Regions from separate parts of the Capsicum annuum genome. Here region 1 is linked to region 2. A link is a contact called in public Hi-C data. All regions are on one chromosome and are shown on one strand. The core of a region is the stretch at or near the end of the contact, and the rest is flanking DNA. Distances in the headings are between cores, read along the strand shown.

Region 1 (3,575 bases), core at 450-2,949, 140 kb before region 2:
TCTTGTTGTGCTAGGATTTGCTCCACGCTCGTATAACTTAGCAAGTCCGAAATCTCCAAGTCTTCCATTCATTTCTGAATCTAACAACACATTCCCTGCTTTAATATCTCGATGAATTACAGTTTGTTCCCATTCTTCGTGTAAATACAACAAACCAGAAGCGACACCTTTAATAATCTTGAATCTCTGCTCCCAAGTTAAAACAACTCTTGGTTCATCGTAAATGTATTTGTCTAAGCTTCCATTAGGCATAAAGTCATAAACAAGTAACAAGTCACCGCTTCGCCGACACCATCCTATGAGCTGAACCAAATTTCTATGTCTAAGGCGACCAATAGTGGCGATTTCAGAAACAAATTCTTGAAGACCTTGCTTCGCTTCATGATTTATTCGCTTAACAGCAACAACGTTATTGGTCTTAGGCAACAACCCTTTATAAACTCGACCAAATCCACCAAAACCAAGTAACTCTTCATCTCTAAAACCCCTTGTAGCCTTCTTTAACTCCTTATAAGAAAACCTATGTGGACCTATTTCGAGTTCCCAAGGTTCAATCACATCTATGTTCTTGAATTTCCAAATGACATACAAGGCTAAAATAAGTCCAAATGCAAGAAACATGACAGCAGACAAAGAGGTAGCAACAATTAAGGTTGTTTGGTCCTTCTTAGGCTTAGGTAAAGAAGGCAGTGAATCAAGATCCAAAGATTGAGCCATCCCATTCATCTTGAAACTCCAACCAAATATATAATGTGAACTAGCAAGCAAACCAGTTGAAGCAGAAAATCCAACATACATGAATTCCTCAAGAATTGGAGAAAGGTCCACATGGTAAGACAAAATTGAATAACTTGGTTTTCTTGAAGACATGGAAAGTGTAACATTCAATAAATTTCTACTTGAATCATAGTCAATCCAAGCCTGAATTGTCTTTCCACACTGCAGAAAAAGATTCTGCTTAGTAGAACTTCCTTCAGAAAAGTAACTAGCATTAACAGAAGCATTGGATTCCAAATTATTAATATCAATACCAACATGATTATCACTAATATCACCTAACTCAAAATCTTGAACAGTATCAAATTCAACAGCAAACAAATGATTAGAAAAATTCCCAACATCACTGTTATTCAAAAGTCCTAAATACTGACTAGGACGTGCACCTTTCATTTCATTACTTGTTGATATTGTAAAAGCAAAACCATGACCACCTAACTTAGCATATTCAGGAACAATCCCAAAAGCAAAAGCAGTAGAAAAAGAAGAAACATTATTACCAAACTGATCATTCTTGAATCTTATTGGATTTTTGTAAAATACATGACCAACAACTCTAGATGTTTCATCTGTAAGCTGTAAAACACCATTCTTGGAAATTTGAGCAACCCCATTTACACTAAGATTATTAGGTTCAACTTCATTAAAACCATTGTAAACAAACTCAACAGAAACAACTGTTCTTGATAACAAAACAAAGAGTACCAAGACAAGTGTTGGTTTAATTTTTTTGGTCATGGTGGCATAGTTAGTTCAAGAAGTATGTGTGGTGTGTGATGATTTATAGCTGTATCTAGACATTCTTTTTGTAGAGTTGGTTCTTGATTTGCCACATGTGATTAAAATGGAAAGAAGAAAGTGTTGGGAAAGTGAAAGAGTGGGGTTCAGAGGTTGTGGTGGTGGGGTGATTAAGTGCAGAACTATAACTACAGTCCATGACTAGCCAACAATTACATACACCTTTGACACTTGGACTTAAGAAAATGATTTTTACATTTTACATGTTGAGAGTATGAATGTTGTAGCGGATTGCGTGTTTAGCTGAATTCAGTAATTTTATTTATTAGTTTTAAAATTTTATTGAATATGCGCAGTCGAATGCTATGTTTTTCCTTTTGCTACCTTTTTTATTATGTTGGTTTGGGGTATTTAAGATTGATAAATTTCTAATTCGGACTTCACCATGAGAAAATATCATATAATATTTAGTGGCTATGCTGAAATCATGCTTGAGATTAAAAAATTTCTCAATTTATTAATTATTACGTTAAATTTGACATGAAAAAAGTTAAATATTAACAAAGTGGAGTTTTGAAAGAAAAGAGTTGGTAAGAGATAAATTCCTAAATTAAATGGCAATGAGAGCTTAATTAGCAACCTATTTGTCATGGTTAGGAGGATAATTGGTCAATCTAACTTGGATTGATTAGTTGGTTAACTACTCTCTTGTTATAAATTGAAATATCTTCTCTTTCATTAAAATCACATCAATAAAAATACTCGTTATATATTTTTTTTTGCAAATATCTCGATTCCACCCTGAACTTGAAGTCATAACTTCATAGACTAATATATAAATTGAAATTTTGATGAATAACTTTCTTTATAAAACAAACATAGCATAAAAATCAGTGGTAGAACCAGAATTTTCATTAAGAATGTCAAAATATAAATAAATAAATTCACAAAGAAATCAAGAGATGACGATATGTAACACATATGGAAGAAAAAATATTTTTACCTAGTTGTACAATGTAATTTTTTGACGAATGAATGTCGGTCGACACCCGTCAAGCACATGTGACTCCGCCACTAATAACAACAACAAATAGTGTTTCGATTAAGTGGGATTCAAAAAAAGATAAATTGTGTACAAATCTTACCCTTTCATAAAAGAAAAGTTATTTCTGATCGATTCAAGAAAAAATAATCTAAAGCAATCTAGAAAAAGAACATCAAAAGATAAAACATAGGATAAACATATAAAATATGGTGTTTGTTGATAAGTAGATTATTGTTTAATTTTGTTAAAATCAACGCTAAGTTAGTAAGGTTGCACTTTCATTAGTATATCATCAAGATATGCCAATTAATTATTGTATTATTTAGCCAATTAGGATAACCCTATTTGCAGAAAGAATATTAACGTGAGTTCCACCTGGGCAAATTTTGACTTCTTCGTTGCTAACAAATGAGTTTTGGAAAATTATACTCCTACAATATATATATATATATATATAAAATTAAAATTATTATTCTAAATATATTTCTTGATTCTTTAATTTTTCTCTAGCTTGTTTTGCTTTGTTCATCTTATTGTTTATTATCGTTATTTTCTTTTCAATTACGCTTTAATTTAAATTTCTTTTAGCTAAGAATTTATCGAAAACAATCTCTCAGATCTCACAAAAATAGAGATAAAGTCTAAGTAATTTTTGCCTTCTTATATCCCATTTGTGGAATTACATACACTATTAAATGGGTGAATTTGTAAAGTGTTCACACTTAATTGTAAAGTTCTCAAAAAAAATTAAATGGGTCAATTTGTAAAACTATTTTTTATTTTACAATTTATTAATCAATGTGTAAAATAAAATATGCCTAATTAATATGAAACGTAAGAAATAATTTTTATACATTTAATTTTTATATTTTAAATTTTTTCAATGAAAATTTTGATACTGCCAGGCAATGAAAGGGAAAGAAACTAACATGGGTTGTGGTGCAGTGGATGGAGCTGCTCCACCTTTAATCAGAAGTCAAGGATTCGATCCTGAATATGGAAAAAACTCTATTGA
Region 2 (3,528 bases), core at 610-3,109:
CTAGATCCACCGCTCATAACTACATTATCCTCAAAACAAGTAGAATTCCCTCGTCATGGCTTCCTACATCGATCTCAAGCTAACAAATTATAATAACTGGGTTCACCGTCAAATATTTACAAACATTTAGCGAATTTCTTAATACATGTACAGGATTACACTCTGGATCCCCATCTCATAACTAAATTATCCTCAAAACAAGTAGACTTCCCAGCAGAATTTAACAAACCTCGTCACGGCTTCCTACATCAATCTCAAGTTAACAAACTATAATAACTAAGTTCACAGTCAAATATTTATAACATTTAGCAAATTTCTCAACACATATATACACGATTACACTCCAGATCCGCCACTGATAACTACATTATACTCAGAACAAGTAGAATTCCCAGCAGGATATAAACAAACCTCGTCACAGCTTCCTACATCGATCTCAAGTTAATAAACAATAATAACTGAATTCATAGTCAAATATTTATCGAACTTGTTAATACACATACATGATTACACCCTAGATCAGCCACTAATAACTACATTATCCTCAAAACAAGTAGATTTCCCTCGTCATAGCTTCCTACATCGATCTCAATTTAACAAACGATAATAACTGAATTCATAGTCAAATATTAATCGAACTTGTTAATACACATACATGATTACACTCTAGATCAGCCACTAATAACAACTACATTATCCTCAAAACAAATAGAATTCCCAGCAGGATATAAACAAACCTCATCACAGCTTCCTACATTGATCTCAAGTTAATAAATTACACACTAGATCAGCCACTAATAACTACATTATCCTCAAAACAAGTAGAATTCCCTCGTCATCGCTTCATACATCGATCTCAAGCTAACAAACTATAAAAACTGAATTCATAGTCAAATATCTATCGAACTTATTAATACAGATACATGATTACACTCTAGATCAGCCACTAATAACTACATTATCTCAAAACAAGTAGAATTCTCAGCATAATATAACAAACCTCATCGCGACTTTTTGGCCATGGAATCGGAGTTTGATAACCTTTCGGTGGAGGAACCAAACAATTCAATCCTTTCCCTTTTTCGGGACAATGCCGCTCAAATTTCTCCCCTCTTTCAACCGATTTCAGCTTAGAAATTGCCTCCACATTATCCAAACATGGTATATACTCCCTCATACTATGACTACACAGCCCATATTTCTTAACCCTAAACCCCTTAACCCCACCACCACCACCACCCTCCTCAGTCTCATTCCCCACACCCCAATTTTCCACAACTTCAAAACCATCACCCCCAACTCGAAAATCATCCTTCATTACCCCATTCTCATCCAACAACCCCATCTTCTCCACCGGCTCCTTCGGCGGCGGCGGAGGAGGTGGTGACGTCAGCAAAGGTGGTGGATGAATTGTATTTTTTAATGGCTTTTCGGCAACATTGGTATCGTTAATTAACGAGGATAAATCGAAGGATTTGTTGGAATTAGGTGAAATTGCAACGAATTGAGAATTTGGGGTTGTGGGTTTGGGTGTAGTTGATGAATCTTGACGTGAATTGAAGAAAACAAGCTGTTGAGATCCATCGGAATAATGTTTTCCGAAGTAGAAAAATGCTATCGACAGTAACACAAAGCCTAATATCTTGACAAGTGTTGTAGATTTGAATACATCTCCTTTCATTTTGTCTTATTTTTTCTTTTTAATGAAACTGAGATAATCTCCGACCAGTGTGTCGGTATCACTAGAATGCAAACGATCATAGGAGTGATAGGATGGTGTGGGAGCAAGAGAGCTTGTTCCTTTCCTAGATCTCAAGTGTGTTCTAGTTTGGCATGTATATATTACATAAAAATAAACATGCCCTTGCGTTTCAGTTCTATGTATGACGATAAAAAAAAATAATTGAAAAAAGACATCAAACTAAAAGTGTTTATCTATTCGTTATAAATTTAATTTATTTATATTATAATATTTAATAATTTAATTTAATTTATTTATATCACTGTCGTGACAAAAAAAATTCATTTACATCGTTATTTTGTAATAATAATTTTATAAAATTATTTTTATCACATAATGTTGGTATATATGTATTTTATTATTAAATTAATATATTAAGTGCATATGTTAGTGGGTATAAATTGTGTATTGTGAGTATTATTATTTACTTTTGTTAGTGTAAGAATGTGGTCATGAGTTTCTTGAAACTCTGTAACCACAAATCTTTATTTGTGCATTGTACTATGTAGTTATACTTGTAACTCATATAACATCCAACCATTCATGTACCACTTTACTATACCATATTCTTCTTATTCAGTACAAGCATGAATATCTCACCTATAAATAGAGGTGATCCTGCATGTTATTGTATGTATAAGAAAACACAATAAGTGTGAAAAAGATTATAGTGTGTAGTAGTGAAAGAGAGAGTTGGATAAAGAAACTACAACTATATTCACTATACAAAAGAGAGTAGCTATATTAGTGAAAGAAAGAGTTGAGACAAAAAAATTATTCGAAGTGTTTAACCATGTTCACTACACAAAGAGAGTAAATATATGTTGAAGGAAGTTATTTTTATGGTGGAGTTTTGGACTCTTCAACTAATCCGAAATTGCTTGAGTTGTACATCATTGATGGGCTGTGGTATCTTGGAGGGGACAAGTCAATAGATATACTGCTGAATCGATGTAGATTATGCCGCAGTGGGTTTGAATATCCTAAAGAGAGCAACATATCTGCACCTCATCCAAGAAAAAAATGATCTTATTTTCTTCATTCTTTGTTTATTTTATTTCAACTGTAACAATTATTGTAATTCTTGGTACATTACACCAACAATTTTAAGGAGACTCATGTTTTGTTACAGTTTGAAAAATCACGAATATCAAGATGAGAGATCTCAAAAGATAGATGGCAACAGATAGCCACGTAAAGCATTTTCTACTCCTCAACTCAAGCGGAAGAAAGGTAAAAAACTATTTTACTTGTTGTGGAAAAAAAGTAAAAAATCTTCTACCTAATATTTTTAATGAAAAAAATGATACTACTTTTCATGATCATAAAGTGGTATTCAAAATCTTGAAATAGTGGGAGCTAATGAAATGAGAAAAAATCACCACAAAATTGTGACATTTGCACTTTTGGGAATGAATTAAAAAAAAATTATAAGTACATAATTATTGTTGGAGTAAATCATGTCATTATTAATTTATATATGACTTGATGTCTTTATATTTGGCTCTAACATGTTATCAAAGAAAGAATAAAAAATGTTGAGTATCCATTTAACATTAAATATTTGGGTGAGATAAATTTCATTCTTGGGATAAAAAATACTTAAATTATGTGATGAATTTTTCCTTGACATGTCATATTATGAGGAAAAAGAACATTTGTGAATTGATTGTATGAGTCATGCAACTTCTTTTGATTTAAATATGTGAAAGTGGTGTAATAAATAAAAAAAGAGTTTACTAGCCTAATAAAATATGAGATATGTGGCTAATTGCACTTGGCATGAA

What was found. Hi-C and Micro-C count contacts between places; a contact is called where the count stands out from the background.
Region 1: a Hi-C map of leaf shows a contact between it and region 2, with 2.6 times the contacts expected there. The contact joins the promoter of LOC107871200 here to the promoter of LOC107871197 in region 2. A contact is called at or near these places in 3 of 5 Hi-C or Micro-C datasets (leaf and placenta).

The regions. Positions count from the first base shown.
Region 1 is chr5:210,098,896-210,102,470 of UCD10Xv1.1, reverse strand. LOC107871200 (L-type lectin-domain containing receptor kinase S.4) reads right to left here and starts at 1,699. Exons shown (of 1, transcript XM_016718044.2): 1 at 1-1,699. The coding sequence starts at 1,515.
Region 2 is chr5:209,957,237-209,960,764 of UCD10Xv1.1, reverse strand. It overlaps LOC107871197 (probable methyltransferase PMT11), which reads right to left and starts at 1,859. Exons shown (of 9, transcript XM_016718040.2): 1 at 1,001-1,859. The coding sequence starts at 1,681.